2 separate regions of the Mus musculus genome follow, and region 1 is linked to region 2. Evidence: chromatin contacts called from public Hi-C data. All regions are on one chromosome and are shown on one strand. Each heading gives the region's core, a stretch centred on a gene start, on an enhancer-like site or on the middle of the called end of the contact. The rest is flanking DNA. Distances are from core to core; before and after follow the strand shown.

The links. A called contact is a pair of places that touch in the nucleus more often than the background predicts.
Region 1: a Hi-C map of the Ba/F3 cell line shows a contact between it and region 2, with 10 times the contacts expected there. The contact joins two enhancer-like sites. A contact is called at or near these places in 9 of 39 promoter capture datasets (embryonic stem cells, epiblast stem cells, frontonasal cranial neural crest and 5 more), 40 of 484 Hi-C or Micro-C datasets (3T3-L1-derived adipocytes, the 63-12 cell line, B cells and 25 more), 4 of 115 datasets of contacts at active chromatin or transcription factors (the 230-238 cell line, the HPC-7 cell line, microglia and 1 more) and 1 of 9 other capture datasets (embryonic tail).

The regions. Positions count from the first base shown.
Region 1 is chr8:83,087,829-83,091,741 of GRCm38.p6, forward strand. It overlaps Rnf150 (ring finger protein 150), which reads left to right. Exons shown (of 7, transcript NM_177378.4): 7 at 1-3,443. Among named protein-coding and RNA genes, the nearest start is that of Tbc1d9, 76 kb to the right of the region's middle. Within about 2 kb of position 2,018, at least 24 of the 459 cell types and tissues checked have an H3K27ac peak or open chromatin away from gene starts, as enhancers often do. A contact at or near this core is called in the Ba/F3 cell line, the HPC-7 cell line and bone marrow-derived macrophages, where this site is marked.
Region 2 is chr8:82,844,186-82,848,144 of GRCm38.p6, forward strand. No RefSeq gene overlaps it. Among named protein-coding and RNA genes, the nearest start is that of Gm31545, 8.6 kb to the left of the region's middle. Within about 2 kb of position 2,441, at least 31 of the 459 cell types and tissues checked have an H3K27ac peak or open chromatin away from gene starts, as enhancers often do. A contact at or near this core is called in the Ba/F3 cell line, the HPC-7 cell line and bone marrow-derived macrophages, where this site is marked.

The DNA of each region.
Region 1 (3,913 bases), core at 768-3,267, 240 kb after region 2:
TCAGATCCCAGATACAGATGGTTGTGAGTCCCCAGGTAGTTACTAGGAATTGAACTCAGGACCTCTAGAAGAGCAGTCAGTGCTCTTAACCACTGAGCCATTTCACCAGCCCCCATAGCATTCTTAATTTCCCTTCCCTTCCTTGCACACACACACACACACACACACACACACACACACACACACACACACACACTTTCCCTATCTTACACCCCATTTCCTTAAACCCTGTTCCTTGGTCCCCTCCTAATAGGCCACATTCGCACAAGAGCAGGATTTGCGTGACCTGTTTCTGCCATCTTCCCAGGGTCCTTAACATTTAGCAAGCCATGCTTCTTGGAAAGAACGTACGGCAAAGAGGAGCAGAGGCACTGCCCTTCAAAGACTGGGCTGCCTGATTTCCTGAGCAGTATTTCTGTCCATTTTGGGAGAGGACGGAGGAGCAGGGGTGATGGCTGAATTTCACAAGGGAAACGACCAGTACCCTGAAGGACATCCACAGCAGGCAAGATCCCAGATCAAAGCAGGGTGAGCTAAGGAGAAAGTCTATGTGGAAAACTGCCCCTCCCCTGGGCTCGGAACTTACCAATGAGTCCCAGGGAGAGCAGGTGTTGAAGGGAGTCAATAGTCATGAGTTAAAACGTCTTGATTGTGAAGAAGATTGGGATACTTGGCTCCCAACAGCAGGCCTTTCTCAGGAGGGTCAGACAGTGCTAGTTAAAATCTTGTAGATAGGGAACTATTTTATTCCACTGTGAGCTTCGTGGTGGCATGGTGTTATCATCCCATAACTAATGAAGTGAATGTAGATCCCAGATGTGGACTTTAATTAATTTAATCAGTTCCTTGTTCTGTAAGAGCCTGTCTCACTCACTCACTCTCTCCCTGTCCTATGTCCTTCATAATCAAATGGCTTTTTCTTGAACCTCAGTGCCCAGATCCTCTAAACTGGTGGCATTACAGATGCTCACCCTCACTGCAGAGCTGTTTGCTCTTTAGCCACTTGATATGTGTTCATTGATGAGGGGGAAGAGGAAGAAGAGGAAGAGGAGGAGGAGGAAGAAGAGGAAGAGGAGGAGGGGGGAAGGAGGAGGATGTGGGAGTGTGCTTCTTGTAAGACCTCTAAAGAGGCAGACAGGAAAATCTACAGAGAAAGGAGAGACAGTTGAGTGACCCAAAGTCATTGCTGGGTAGAAATTCTCTGGTGTGCGGTTCTTTGGCCAGCAGTGACCTTGGAGAAAATGTGAGGACCGTGTGTGCTAAATAAACCAAAGACTGATCAACATCCAAATGGACACATGTTCTTCTGTGAACTAGCTGAATTGTCTCCTGATGTTCTCACAAACAAAAGTCAAGGTGGATCCCTTGGGCATTTCAATTTTTTCAGGCTGCTGGTTGGCCTCGATAAATCCACAAATCTAAAACAATGGACTGTGGCCTTAGTGACACACATGCCATCTTTAAACTTTCGTGTTTAACCCTCTTTACTTCAAAACTTCAGACAAATCTAGCACTCATATTGAACTCAGAATAGTTTTCTTTGAGAATGTGAAGATTTTAAATAGCCAAAGATTTCTTCATGTAAGAGCTAGCCCATTGTAGTGTATCCTGCTCTTTGAAGTAAATACCAAATTGTCGCCTATTAGGGACAGAGCAGTTGAAGGCCAGTGCATGGGCTTAGCAATCCAAATTTGTGTTGCTGTCTTCCGAACCTGTCTGTAGAATTTTATTGCAAGGGTCAGAGCGCCCTCTGCTGGTCTGATACTTTCAGCAAATTAATTTGCAGTGGGTTTCCAAGTCAACAAATGTGTCTTGCATTTTCATCGGTACCATTCCTTCAATAGTGGAGAATTTGGCCAGCAGTTATCAAATGAAGAGAGAATGTCTTGAACTCTAGAGAGCTGTAGGAGACCTCAAAGCAGGCCTGTTTTAAAACGTTGCTGTGTTCTGTTGCTGTCTGGGATGTGTGTTGTCAGCATTGCTCTGTGTGGCTTTGGCTCAGCTCCGCTTCCTCCCACGAAATCGAGAAGGAAGATCAATAAGAGGACTTCTTCTTCCGTGTGAATGTAAATGGTGTGAAATAAAGCGTTTTGTATGTGTGCAGAATCAGTTTAGTTCCTGCCTTCAGCTTACTAATAGGAAATGATTGTACCATTTTATAATTAGGAAGAAATTTAGAGGTGGAAGAGGGTGGGGAGGGAGTGTTATTTTTATAGTGGGATGTCCGTTATGTTTAGAAAACTTGAGATAAATTTTGTATTTGTGAAGTTACATTCCATCCATTCCAGGGTGGGGGTTCTTTAAAACTCTCCTTAGGTGGAAGGAAGAATTTTCTCATTTGCAGAATATCCGGAATGCATGTGTCGCCTTCCGTGGCATGCACTTCTGTAACCTGCAGACCATAACCAGCAAGTGTCTGTTTAAAAGCAGGAAGTAGAGCAGCATTTTTTTAAAACTCTCTTTGTGTGACACATTATCTGTGATTAAAAAAAAAACTACAAAGATAATGGATCTGTAAGTCTGGAATAATCAGACATGATGTTATAAGTCGGCCTCCAGCATCACCAACCCCATGAGCAAAGAGAAAACCCAGGCCTTTCTTTCTCCACCCTAGTGGGAATTATTAGCTTCTGTTGTCAAAGGGTGATGCCACAGTCAGTATTCCCTTGAGCTTGCCTATGATGTCATTTTGGCTGGTCTGAGGGTGGAGTGAAAGATAGGCCCATCTCACCTGTAATCTGAGATAGGACAGTGAAGGCAACCCTGACCTCACTGCCTGCTGACCCACCAATCACAAGAACTGGCTCTGGCTGGTTTTTGTCTGAGGGAATTTTGGACTTGAAGTTTGGTTCACTTTTCTTGTGCTGAAATATGGTGGTAGTGCGTTCTACAGCCACGCTGTGAAGACATCACTTCCCCTCGGAGTCCCCTGAGTATTTACAAGCCTCAGCAGGGCAGCATAGCTATGTTCTGTTTGCCGTTTGTTGGTTTGCTTCTGTATAGGTCTCTTTCCTTCCTCCCAGCCCCAGATGCCTACCCGACTCTTTTAAAGCACTTTATATCTCTTTAAATACAAAGGAAATTGGAAGGAAAAAAAAAACCCTATGACTTTAAAGGAACCCATCTTCTGTTAGGAAATACAGACTTTATTTTGCTTTGTTGTCTTCTTGGTGTGCTTGGAGAACATCCACAGTTTATGTGGTCCTGGGCGCGTGATGAAATGGTTAAGGATGAGAGCTGGAGACATTCAATCAGACGTGACTATTTTCATTATATTAAAGATTCTAATGTAAATAAATGCAACTGTGTTCTGACCTATGGGTCAAAAGATATAGCAAACTATAAAGATTTCAACACAGGATTGTGACTTTCAGGAAAGTTTTGTTTTGTTTTGTTTTGTTTTTTAATAAAATGGAAACAGATTTTGTGTTGTGCCATCTAGATCCCCTAACTCTGTCACCTCTCCTCGAGTTCCCAAGGTGGCCCTGTGGGTATCAAAACATCAATATTTACTGTTAAATCATATGATGGTAAAAGTCCAAAACAGGATTGCAACTGAGTCATTTCCCTCAATTAGGTCGTGTGGCAGAAGCCAGACCTCCTTAGGGCTCTGAACCTCTAAGTGAATTGATTAAAAAGGTTAACACTGGGCTGCTGAGATGGCCCAGAAATGAAAGGCATTTGCTGTCAGGCCTGGTGACACAAGTTCAAACTGAAGCCGGAAGCCAAGTAGGGAAGGAACCAAATTCAGCAAGTTCTTCTCTTGCCTGCAAACACACCGTGACACACACACAAGCAGGTACCACCTACAAATATACTGTAGTGTAAGAACAGAGAGAGAGAGAGAGAGAGAGAGAGAGATGCACAGGCATATGTATGCACTAAATAAAAGATAAATGAATGCAATAAAAAT
Region 2 (3,959 bases), core at 1,191-3,690:
TATTTCCCCTGCTTCTTTCCTCCCTCCAACATTTGCTCTTTTTCAAATCCACAGCCTCTATTTCTTTGTCATTACTCTCTCTCTCTCTCTCTCTCTCTCTCTCTCTCTCTCTCTCTCTCTCTCTCTCTCTCTCTCTCTGACACTCTCTCACCTCTCCCTCTCCCTATCCCCCCTCTCTCTCACACACACACATATTTCCAAATGTATAAACACACTTTGCTCAGCCCATATAACGTTGGACATATACTTGTCTACATATGATTCCATGATTCCATGACTAGCAACTTTGTATTTGTATTGGATAAGCTATTAGGGGTCTCCTCCCCCCCCCCAGACTAATTCTGCTCTTGGTATTCCTGACAGTGGCATTATGTGCTCTCTTTTTTTCAATGTGTTGTTGCTTCATTGCTGTCTATAACCACAAGAGGATGCTCTGACAACATGCCTAAGGGGACAGAGAGAAAAGCAGAAAGCACTTGAATTATTTTTTTTATTTTTGAGAATTTTGTACATGATACAATAAAACATTCTATCTACCCACTCCATTATCTCCATACTTCCAAACATACCTGTTTTCAACTTCATGTCTTTTTTGTTTGGTTATAACCAAAGAGTTCAGTTAATGCTACTTATTCACACATAGGCATGGAGCCATCCACTGGAGCATAGGGATTCTACCAGGGGTCACATACTCAATAAAGAATGATCCTCCCTTCTCCAGCCATTGTCATAGCTCCATAGCAAGTGGTGCCATTGACTAATCTGAATTCTATGCTGTAACTCTCCTCTGGTTGCTTTTGCCTTCAGTAGGTCTTGCACTGGTAACAACAGCTGCTGGGATTTCATGACTACGACAGCCACATCCTGTCCAGAAGGCAGCATCTCTCAGCACTCTCCCATCCTCTGGCTCTTCCATCCTCTCCTCCTCTTCTGCAATGTTCCCTGAGCCTTGGTGATGGTGCTCATGGCAGGGACAGGCAATGCAGATGCCCCAGTTAGAGCTGAGCACTCAGCCTCTTGTTCTTGGCATTTCAGTCAGTTCTGCATCTCTCCAGTGATTGGTTTCACAGATCAAGGTTGAGAGCATCCCAGGTCTGTTGGTATCAGGATGTGGGCAGACAAGAGAAGGACCTAAGCATTGACTCCTCAACAGTAGCATTGTGGACTCAGCCAACCTTAGGACTGCCTACCCTGCACTTCTTCCTGTCTGAGAGGCTAAGTCCATTGCTTTTGAATATAGTCTTACCCAGAATCTTGCCAGTTGCTGCTGTATCTTTACCATCAACACAAGGTGCTGCCACAGTCTGAGACTTCCATGCTTGGGAATGCTTGGACTTTTGAGTTGAGTCTTTCTTCTTGTTTAGCTTCTTTGGGTCTGTGGAATGTACATGGTACCTGTATTTTATGGCTAATAACCACTTCTAAGCGAGTACATACCATACAGGTCTTTTTGGGACTGGGTTACCTCACTTAGGATGATATTCTCAAGTTCAATCCCTTTTTCTGAAAAATTCACAATGTTTTGGTTTTTAATAGCTGAATTGTATTTCATTGTGTAAATGTACCACATTTACTTTATCCATTCTCCAGTGGAGGGACATCTAGGTTGTTTTCAATTTCTGACTATTATGAATAAAGCTGCTGTGAACATAGTTGAATAAGTATCTTTGTGGGATGTTGAGTCACCTTTTGGCTTATATGTCCAGGAGTGGTATAGCTGGGTCTTGAGGTAGAACTATTCCCAGTTTTCTGAGAAAATGCCAAATTGATTTCTAAAGTGTTAGTACAAGTTTTGTCAGCCACTAGCAATGGTGGAGTGTTCCCCTTGCTCCACATCCTTGCCAACATGTGCTGTCACTTACATGAGTTTTTTGGTTTTTTTTGTTTTTTTTTTATCTTAGCCACTCTGATGGGTGTAAGATGGAATCTTAAGGTTGTTTTGATTTACATTTTCCCAATCTTTCTTTTAGTTGTCTACAGAAAAATTTAAATATAATGCACGCTGTTCTAGACTAGCAGGAACTTAGAGAGCAGATAGATCTTACAAAAGGGAAGTCTTTGGTTAAATGTCTGAGTCTGGTGAAGGCTGATATGACTCAGCAATTACCTTAGTGGCAGGCCCACACTCTCAGCCTGCCCTTAATCTTTACTGGCTGAATTAAATGATCATTTGGAGCTTACAGTGTTGACGAATGCTGGCTGCACTCTTTTGATCACCTTTGCTTCTGTCCATGCTTCCACCCTTTATAACTTACTGAAAACTCACCTGGTCATGACAAACTATGTGAAATCCAGCTGTTGGTTTGTGACCCCTTTGAGTTCCAGTCTGTGGCCTGAATTTTAAGCAAACTTGCTCAATTTTTAGACATGGTATAGGAGGGCCTGCTCTGTCTCCAAATACAGACCAGGACAGCAGCTGGGCATTTGTGCTCCCCATCTCTATGTGAACCAAGTTCCCTGACTCTTCTCAGCCACATTAGCCTGAATGCTGTCATTAGTCAGTAAACAATGGGAATTGTTTATCTTAACATCTGTGCTAATACATAATACGATGCTACACAGGCAAGGTACAGAACAGAATGATCTCTGTTTTTATTTCAGACTTCTTGGGAGTTCCTTTTCAGATTTATAAAAGCCACATCTTCTGCCCAGAGTAGGAGTGTCTGGCCACTTATGTGACAATAACGTAAGTTGGAATTTGGCCAAAGAACCAATAGCATTATCAGCCAGACACAGTCTTTCATCTTTTTGTCAGCTGTTAAGCAGAGATGTGAAAGGGTTCACATATGCCTTCCACATTGTTGAAATGACTCACAGGCCCACAGTGTGGGGTAGAGCTAGAACCTTTCAGACTCATAGCAAACAACATGGCAGGTACAATGATGATCTGTCCCGCAAGAGAAATCGAGGCACAGAGAAACTAAAGCCAAGGTCTGATGTTTGTGTCTCCCTAACAACAGACTCTCCTCTTTCCCCCACACATCACACAGTCAGTTTGAACCTGGAGCACACCTTCCCCATTAATCACCACTGCATTAATTAACTGTGCCTGATCATTTACCATGTACAAATTAGGATTAAAAGGCAAATAACACATTGTCTCTATGGCATCTCACAAGTGGAGAAATAGATGCTGAAGAGCCTTCCTTCCCCTGAACTATTCTAGAGCCACCTGCCCCCACTGCCCTCTTCCTCGTTAGCTATTATTGCTTGATTTTAGCCTACAAGGGCTATGTCAAGTACAGCCATCTTGTCTGCCTTAAACAACAGGGCTTTGCTTTCTCACAAGTGCACAATCTAGATGTGTGCTGGCTTCATTCCTTCTGAGGCTGCTCATCTGAGCTTGTGAATCGCAGCTGCTCAGGGTCTTCACATGACTATGTCCAAGCTTCTTTTATAATGGAGATGTTGTTCATACTTAAGGGCATACCTGACGCCCTCATTTTAATTTTAACTACCTCTTAATGATGCAATCTGCTATACTCACATTCTGAGATACCAGTGAGGACTTCAGTATATAATGGTGGGTGGAGGGGTTACAACTCAGCTCATAATACTATAGTAATATCTCTCCACCAATATCTCCATAAAGTGCTAAACTTCTGCAATGACTGCATACCCCCCTTCACCCAACACACACAGACACACAGAAAGACTTTAAAACCTTTCCCAGCCTGAGTCAGGAAAAGAACATAATTGTGCATGGTGTAAACCAGGCATACAACTAAGAGGTAAATGTTTCCTGGGGATAAACAGCCTTTGGGCTCCTCAGAATGGCCCTCTTTAGCTGTTTGCATAGGCTAATGTACATTTGTCTTATCAAAAATGTTATATAGGTTTAAAGCATAAGGGAAATTTACTCACCAAAACACAGAATGAACTGCCCCGGATTTACACCAGCTACAAGTAGTAAGGATATGTCAAACAGCTTCTGGGACAGGATAAGAATAAAGTCCTAA